Regions from separate parts of the Canis lupus genome. Here region 1 is linked to region 2. Evidence: chromatin contacts called from public Hi-C data. All regions are on one chromosome and are shown on one strand. Each heading gives the region's core, a stretch centred on a gene start, on an enhancer-like site or on the middle of the called end of the contact. The rest is flanking DNA. Distances are from core to core; before and after follow the strand shown.

Region 1 (3,869 bases), core at 673-3,172, 350 kb after region 2:
AGGTTAAGAAGAAGCCAAAGCTAAAGGGAGACATTACTGCCTGCCACTTGGGAATGCAGCCTGAGAACCAAGACCTGCTACACAGGATAAGTTGCACAGGTATGCAGTACCTGGAGGCAGACTTTAAACTTGACACATTTTTAAAGAAAAGGGAAGTGCAATTTCTCAAATATTTACATGGATTTTTCTCAAACTTCTAAATTTTTCTATGAATGTACTTAGAAGTACATTTAAGAACAATGAACACCACCAACCAAACCCTTTGGCTAACATGGAAGACTTCAGGCCCAATTTGTAGAAACACTAATCATGCTGTTGCTATTGTTGTCTGGACATTTCAAGCGTTCCTGTTCTTAAATCTTGGTTATGTGCAGGCAAGCATAAAGCCCACTGGGGAAATCACTGAGTATCTGGAATTAGAGCTGGAACCATCTCAGGCCAGAACAAACATTAAAGGCTATTCACAAACCATTGAAAAGTCAACACATCTCCAAAGTCTATTAAGGTCTGTCAAGAATGCAAACAAGAAGTTTTGTAATAAGCTTAATAAATAAAACAACTGAACCTACTAAGTTGTACTTAGGGAAACAGGCTTGAGGATATAGCCTTAGGGGTAGAACCGGTTCCTACTAGAACAAGGACTGTTTACCTCGCTCCCATTAAATCCAACAATCCTAAGAGTGGTAATGGTACTAAATGTTTAGGAAGAACCAAGAGCAGAAACCCCAGTAGGATCTACAAATTGCATTTTTCTGTAAAAGTAAAATACCACTAGGAACTACATCGTTCTAATGTTCTCTCTCTTGAATATAAATCCTCTTCCATCTTGTATTTCATCCTGAACAATTTTACTATGTTCAGCATAGTAGCAACTGAAACAAATGTGTTTCATCTAGAAGCAGAAGTGAGAAACCTTTACAAAAAACACTGAGCTTCTCCAATGCTAGATTTCCAAGTTCTTCATATAAGCTAACACAAAATAAAGATTGCTACAGTAACCAAACTTTTCTGCTAGCAAGTTTCCCTAAAAACAATGACAATTCAACCATAATAGATTATTTTCTACAGTGTGAGCAGATAATGAACCTACATTCTTCTTCTTCTTCCTTTTTTTTTTTTTTTTGCTAGCTTGCTTTATAAATCTTGCAAGTTGCAAACTCAAGTTTTTTGGAGGCGAAGGCAAGTTAATAGTCGAGCTTAAAATAAATCGGCTTTGCAATTACTTTTTTTTTTTTTTTTAAGTCGATGAAGCACGTTTTCCCCATTCCACGCCATGAAGCAATTCGATGTCAACTTGCTATGGAGTCAAATGCGACAAACTCCGCGAGCTCCCGTCGCGAGGCGGCGGCTTGCTGCACCCACAGCCTCCCGCACGCCTGCAGCACCAGGACGCTGCACTCTTAGGCTCCGCACGCAGCATCCGAACTCAGGGCCTCTGGGCCACGGGACGGTAGACCCCACCCCCCCACCCCCGCCCCGGGGAAACTGAGGCACGCTGATCCGAGCCACCTGGCTTCCCCCGAAGGCCCCCGCCGCCGCTCGGCGTTCCCCGGCGCCCCGGCGGCTTGGGAGGCTACTCGGCAGCATCCTGTCTACACCGCGGTCTCGGCCGTAGAAGAGGATGGCACAAGCCTGTCCGCAGCCCGCAGGCCCCCCGGGACCCCCGTACTGGGACCTGGCGGAGCCTCCATCCAGCACCGCCCGAAAGTTCCTGGGCCCCAGCGGCCGCAGCCACCCGGCCGCCCTCCGCGCGCGGGTTCCACCCCCGCCGCCCCCCGCGCCCCCGCCCGGGCCCCCGCGCCCCCGGCCCCCTCCGCGCCGCCTCCGCGCCCCAGCTCACCTGACGCCGCCGCGCCGCTCCGGGGGCCGCCGAGCGCCCCTCGCCATGGCCCGCCCGTGCGGATGCCGCCGCTCCGCCCCGCGCCCGACCCGGCAGCTCCTACCGCGGGCGAGTCGCCTCCGCCGGCGCCGGGGAGCTCCGCGGGCGGGGGCGGGCGCTGCGGGGCTTGCACCTGCGGCAGCCGGAGCGGCCGGTGCCGAGCATGCCCAGTGCGGCCCGCGGGGGCGCGGAGGGGGCGCGGGGGGGGCCGGGCGGCCGGGGGCGCGGCGGCGGCGGCGGCGCGGGGCGGCCGGGGTGTCGCCGCCGGGGTGTCGCCGCCGGGTTTTCGCGGCAGCCACGGGGAGGGGCGGGGCGGGGCGGGGCGGGGCGGGCGGGCTGCGGGTGCGGGGTCCGCCTCCAGCGGGCGCGGGCTCCGGGGCTCTGGGTCCCGCCCCCGCTCGCGCACGCGGCTGCCGCGGGAGCCCGGGGCACCGGCTCTGACGCTGCGGGGCGGGGGCGGGGGCGGGGCTCCCGGGGCCCCAGCGCCCTCCCGGGGTGCCGCGGCGCCCGAGGCGCAGGGAGGCCCGGGAACAGGTGCCCCAGGGTCGCACCCCGGGGCGGACTCCCCCCGGCGCCGAGGCCACCTGGAGGCCTTCCCGGGGCTCCGCTGTCCGTGCGGGAGCCGCGCAGGAGCAGGTGGAGGAGGACGCGGCAGGACCTTCTCTGCTGCCTTCTCAGCGGTGGGGTTCCAGGGATTTTTAATTTTCTTCTGGTTTGATTATTTACAGTTTCTAAGTGTTCTCTAGTGGACGATATGGAGCTTTTATAATAAGATATATTATTCTAAAATTATTATTTAAAAACAGCTGCAGAACTTCGGCAGCGCGATCCTACGATGCAAGCAGCGCCCCCATCCCCCCGCCCCCCACCTTTTATTTATTCATTTATTTAGTTTTTATTTTTAAGACTTGCGAGACGCTATTTGGGGCCGGGACCGGGCTCCTCCCCCCTCCTTTCGGGCCGCCCCGTGGCCCCGCCCAGACCGACCCTTTTACTCCAGGACCGCCCCCTTCTCCGTTGGTTGCTGGGAAAACCCGGAAGGGTGGACTCTCAACACCTGCCGATCCCGGCGGCTCCGGTGCCCGCTGGGCCTGTTCCGCCGCCGGGCCAGGGCCGGCTCACCAGGAGCGAGGCGTCTCTGAGCCGCTCCCAGCCTCTCCCCTCCTTCTCCCCGTCCTTGGCAAACCAAGCAAAGTAGCACCTCCGACCCCCCGCCCCGAGCTGGGACCTGCAAAGTGGGTCAGGACTGGACTGAGCATGCTCCGGACGGGGCCGGGATGCCGCACGCGGCCGCCTGTCGTTGCCCGAGGTGGATGGAGCTGCGCTCCCGTCACGACACTGAAGGTCAGGAGGCAGGTGGAGGCAGGGCCCTGGAGGTGCTGTAGCTTCCACACGTGCACAGGTCGCTTCGACCCAGGCCCTGGTAGGGGAGGCGAGGGCATGGGGTCTGGCTTGCGAGGGACCCAAAAAGCCGGATTTTTTCCTAAAATTTTGAAATTGGAACTATTTTAACATTGGCTTTACGGCATCTCCAATAATAACACATATTAGCTCTAAGAACTTCTCAGCCCGTCTTTCTTTCGAGAAACCTACATCTTTTTTCAAGTATTCTTTACATTTGCACTAGAACCCTAAATGTTAACTCTCTTTATCAAAGATTAAATGTTTGTGCTCAGTTTCAAATAATTCCACGGTACTACGTACCTTTCTTTTTTTCCTTCTTTCAGACCATTCACTGCGACTCCTGTCCACCTCTCTTCAGATTCTCAGAGGATCAGCAGAATGCTCTCGTGCTATCTTAAACAGGCTTGAGGCAGGTGGGGGAAACTTGCTTTTAACGCTCTGTCACAGAAGAGAAGACTGAATTGGAGAAAGATTACAGGAAAGAGATTTTACAGGCTTGAGGTGAATAGACCCAAGAACCCAGAGAGAGCCTTGCACTGAGCCCAGGCAGGTCAGTAGATAGATGTCCGTATTCTGTCTGAGGAGG
Region 2 (4,050 bases), core at 797-3,296:
GCTTTTGACAGCCTAACTCCAATCTCTGTCTCCATCTTCACATAGCCATACTCCTGTCTGTGTCTCTTCTTATAAAGGCACTAATTACATTGAATTAGCCCATCCTAATTACCTTACCAGATCACATGTAAAGAATATATTTCCAAATGAAGTCATATTTATGGGGTGGGGGAGAATCTTTTGAGGGAACATAGCCTATAATAGCCATTGCTTACTCTTAATTTGAAAAACTAAAAAAAATACTAATGTGCAACATTCTACAAGACAACATTCTTGCTCTCTTTAAAACATCAGTATCATGAAAAATTGGGGTAGGAGCTGAAGATTAAAAGATTTAAGAAACATAAATGCAATGCTTGAAACCTGATTGGATTCTGGTTTGAAAAAAAAGCTGCAAATATGTTTTTAACAACTGGCAAAATTTAAATATGATTAGTTATTAGATATCAGGGACTTACTGCTAATTGTCCTAGTGGTGTTGGGGAAGATGTTACTTTTAGGAGATGCATGTTTAAGTATCTAAGGATAATGTGTAATGTCTGCATCCTACTCTACATGCTTCAGGGGGGAAAATCCTAATGTAGATGAAGCAAAATATTGCAGAATTTTTTAATGTCGGTGACTGATCCTGTCATGTCCATATCAATGTCATTTTCAGCTATTTTAAGTGGAATTTAGACATCACAAACATAAGTTTTTAGTATTTATCATATACTTTAAAGAAATGAAAACCCGCTGAATATGGGCATGCAATGTCCATGATTCAGGTTTTCTGGCTGTTTGGATATTTTTTATTTTTAAATTTTATTTTATTTTTTAAAGATTTATTTATTTAGTTATTCATGATAGAGAGAGAGAGGCAGAGACACAGGCGAGGGAGAAGCAGGCTCCATGCCAGGAGCCCGACGCGGTACTCGATCCCGGGACTCCAGGATCACGCCCTGGGCCAAAGGCAGGCGCTAAACCGCTGAGCCACCCAGGGATCCCCTTATTATTATTATTTTTTAAAGATTTTATTTGACACAGAGAGAGAGAGCCAACGCACAAGCAGGGAGAGCAGCAGGCAGAGGGAGGAGAGAGGCAGGCTCCCTGCTAAGCAGAGAGCCCCAACACCTGGGGCGCAAGGTGGGACTATCCCAGGACCCTGAGATCATGACCTCAGTCCAATGCAGAGGCTTAATCCACTGAGCCACCCAGGTGCCCCACGGATATTTTCAAAACAACCTTGGGGGAAAAACTACTTACAAAGCTCTCCAACCATCCAGTTACCTACGGTAAAACACAAACTCTTCGGCATAACCGCTGACTTCTGCATCAGCATCTCGACTCACTATCCCCAGGCTACATCGTGCATATTATATCCAAGTAACGCCAGGATAACATAGAACTAACTTTCCATTTCCTCCTCCCTTGCCTGCCGTTCCTACCAGGTTGTTTGCTCCTCCCTCTGCCCCAACTTTTCCCAAATTGCAGATCAGACGTCACCTCCTCCGGGAAGGCTTCTTCTCACACTGCTGTCCCAGGGGAGGGCTCAGGACTGCACCGCAACGTAAACCCCTATGAGCTCGGGGGTCGGGTTCACGAATGCTGGCCGGCACACATTAATTTAATGAAGGTGAATACATTCAAGTCCACCGTGTAAAATCCTCGAATGGCACATTTTCCCCAATAGCTGATTTCCAAGCATCATTTTTGAGCTGGGTTAAACTGGGTCATCAGCTTCGTCTACAGGTGTGTCGGGCTCAGGACCCTCAACCACACGGAGAGCGCGTTGAGCCCGCTGCACCCCCGCCGGCCGCCCGCACGCAGGCGAAACCCGGCGCCCGAGGCCACTTCTCTCCGTCTGTTTCGGGACCACAGCTGGCGGTGATTTTCCGCGCGGCTCCGGTCTCTCCCGCCGGCGTGGAGCGGGGAGCTCCGGGAGATGCCGGGAACTGCCTTCCGAGAACGTTCCCCGAGGCGGCCGCCTCCCGCCCCTCCGAGAGGTCACCGGCGGGGCCACCCGCGAAGCGTGAGCGACGAGAGCCGGCTGCGGGAGAAGGTCTGGCGCCCCGGGCCGCCCCGCAGGGCGCACACCCCGCCCGGCCCCTCCCCTCCCCCCGCCGCCGCAGCCCCGCCCACCGCCTCACTCCACCCAATCGGCGCGGCCGGCGGAGGACGGCCTCGGCGGCCCGACGCCGAGCGGCCGTTCACGTCGGCGCGCTGACGTTACGCGCAGACGCACCTGTCGGGCTCCCCTTACGCGGCTCGGGGCCGGGCTGGTCCGGAGCCCACAGCCCCTTTTCCCAGCCCCAGTCCGTCCGCGGCCGGGAATTGGGTTGCGTAATGAGGCCGGAGGGTGTGCTGGGCTGAAAGGCATAGTCTTTTTCGTTTCCGAGTCGGAGCACGGGTTCAGTTTGAGTCTCTTAAGAGGGAAGTGAGGTTGGAGATTTTTATTTTTTAATGTGGGGTGGAAGCAGTTGACTCTAGGGCCCTCCGAAGGAAGCGGATTGAACTTAATGCTGCTCCCGTGTTGGGAGGAGGACAAAAAAGGTCCCGCCTGGCAAAATTTCCGTAACCATCAGTAGAAAATCCAAGGTACCGTTTAAACTGCAGTAGTGTCCGTGGAGTCCAGCCGTCTCCAGGTGGAGCTCCCAGGGTAGCTAGGTTTTTAGGTTTGGAACAGATGCAGAATCCAAAGGCAGCGCAAAAAACAGCCACGGATTTTGCTATGCCTCTGAGCTGCAAGGTGAGTGACCTGGCACGTTCACGGGTTTGGGTCAGCTGTGATGCCAGGGCTCTCGTCTTGGTTCATCTTAGAACAGGCAGCCTAAATGATCAGGCGTATACGTATCCTCGACATTCCTGAAGATTTCTCCTGTTTCCTTTAGGAACTGCAGAAGGGCCTTTGAATACCGTGGAAGTAGGTTCCAGGAAAGATTAATATTGAACTCAAGATAGTGGGTTTTAACTTGCGGTAAAATTGCCCAAAATTTAAAGTTATTATTCAGTTTTTCTATCTTTAGCCTGAATTTATGTGTATATCAAGACCTAGTTCGTGTAGATATAAAACATTTGTTTTGATCATAAACCTGGATCAGAAACTACCTTAGAATCTCAAGTTTTAGTTTTGCATATAATAGGCTTTATTTGTATATTATTTAAAACTGGAGCACAGGAAGATTATACCTTATATGTGTATAAGATTTCTGAGATTTCTTCTTTCTTTTGGAGGAAAAAAAAAAAAAACCTTGTTTTTAAGAATTGAATCTTTTTTTTTCTTGTAATTTGAAAGTTCAGTTCTGCAAACCGTAAACTTTTTTGAGCCATACAATTTACTTACTGCAGCATCATTGTGGCTTTGTCATTGATTATTGAATCTTTCCAGAAATGCTTTACCTTTAATTTCTGAACAGTTTAATTTATAAGATTCTTTTTTTTTTTTAATAAGATTCTTTTCTTGATGAGGTTAGTATGGAAATAATTTAACTGATGTTAAAATTAGTGAATTTTATGTGCCTTTGTGAATCACTAGAGAATATGATCTGTGTAGCTCAAGAGTACATATAAGAATGTGAATGTATAGTTGATTTTCATCATAAAAGTTAATTTTCATCTTTCACCAATCCTGCTGATTGTCGTTACATAGTGTGGCTTAAAAATCGGAAGTGTGACCTACAGATGTTTTCTCAAATTGAGTGTTTTTATGACCTCTGGTTGATAGGAACAGCCACTATTGGCACAATCCAAGGCATCTCCCTCCCACACCCTGACTCCCACACTTTTCAAAGACTGATTCTTTGCTTGGAAAATGGGTGACATTATTTTAAGTCAATTTAAATGTATAGTACTTATAGCTTGGAAATTGTGTTTTAAGCATGTGTTTTCAGTCATACATAGCTCATTAAGAATGTAAAATCCAACTTGGGAAGGGGTATATACAGTTCAGGGGGACAGATTTGCTGAGGTTGTAGTTTTATATTAATAAATTGGTTATTTTCCAGGTTGTGTCGATGATAGGCTTTCCATTTCCTGTCCTGTGACATGTTGGTAATAATTTTCAGACCACTC

What was found. A called contact is a pair of places that touch in the nucleus more often than the background predicts.
Region 1: a contact with region 2 is called in a Hi-C map of skin fibroblasts, with 2.7 times the contacts expected there. The contact joins the promoter of MFAP3L here to the promoter of NEK1 in region 2. A contact is called at or near these places in 4 of 9 Hi-C or Micro-C datasets (blood, liver and skin fibroblasts).

Annotation. Positions count from the first base shown.
Region 1 is chr25:20,974,922-20,978,790 of UU_Cfam_GSD_1.0, forward strand. MFAP3L (microfibrillar-associated protein 3-like) reads right to left here and starts at 1,923. Exons shown (of 3, transcript XM_038573589.1): 1 at 1,841-1,923. It overlaps LOC106557779 (a long non-coding RNA gene), which reads left to right and starts at 2,549. Exons shown (of 2, transcript XR_005378209.1): 1 at 2,549-3,223; 2 at 3,607-3,869.
Region 2 is chr25:20,622,055-20,626,104 of UU_Cfam_GSD_1.0, forward strand. It overlaps NEK1 (serine/threonine-protein kinase Nek1), which reads right to left and starts at 2,047. Exons shown (of 35, transcript XM_038573569.1): 1 at 1,486-2,047.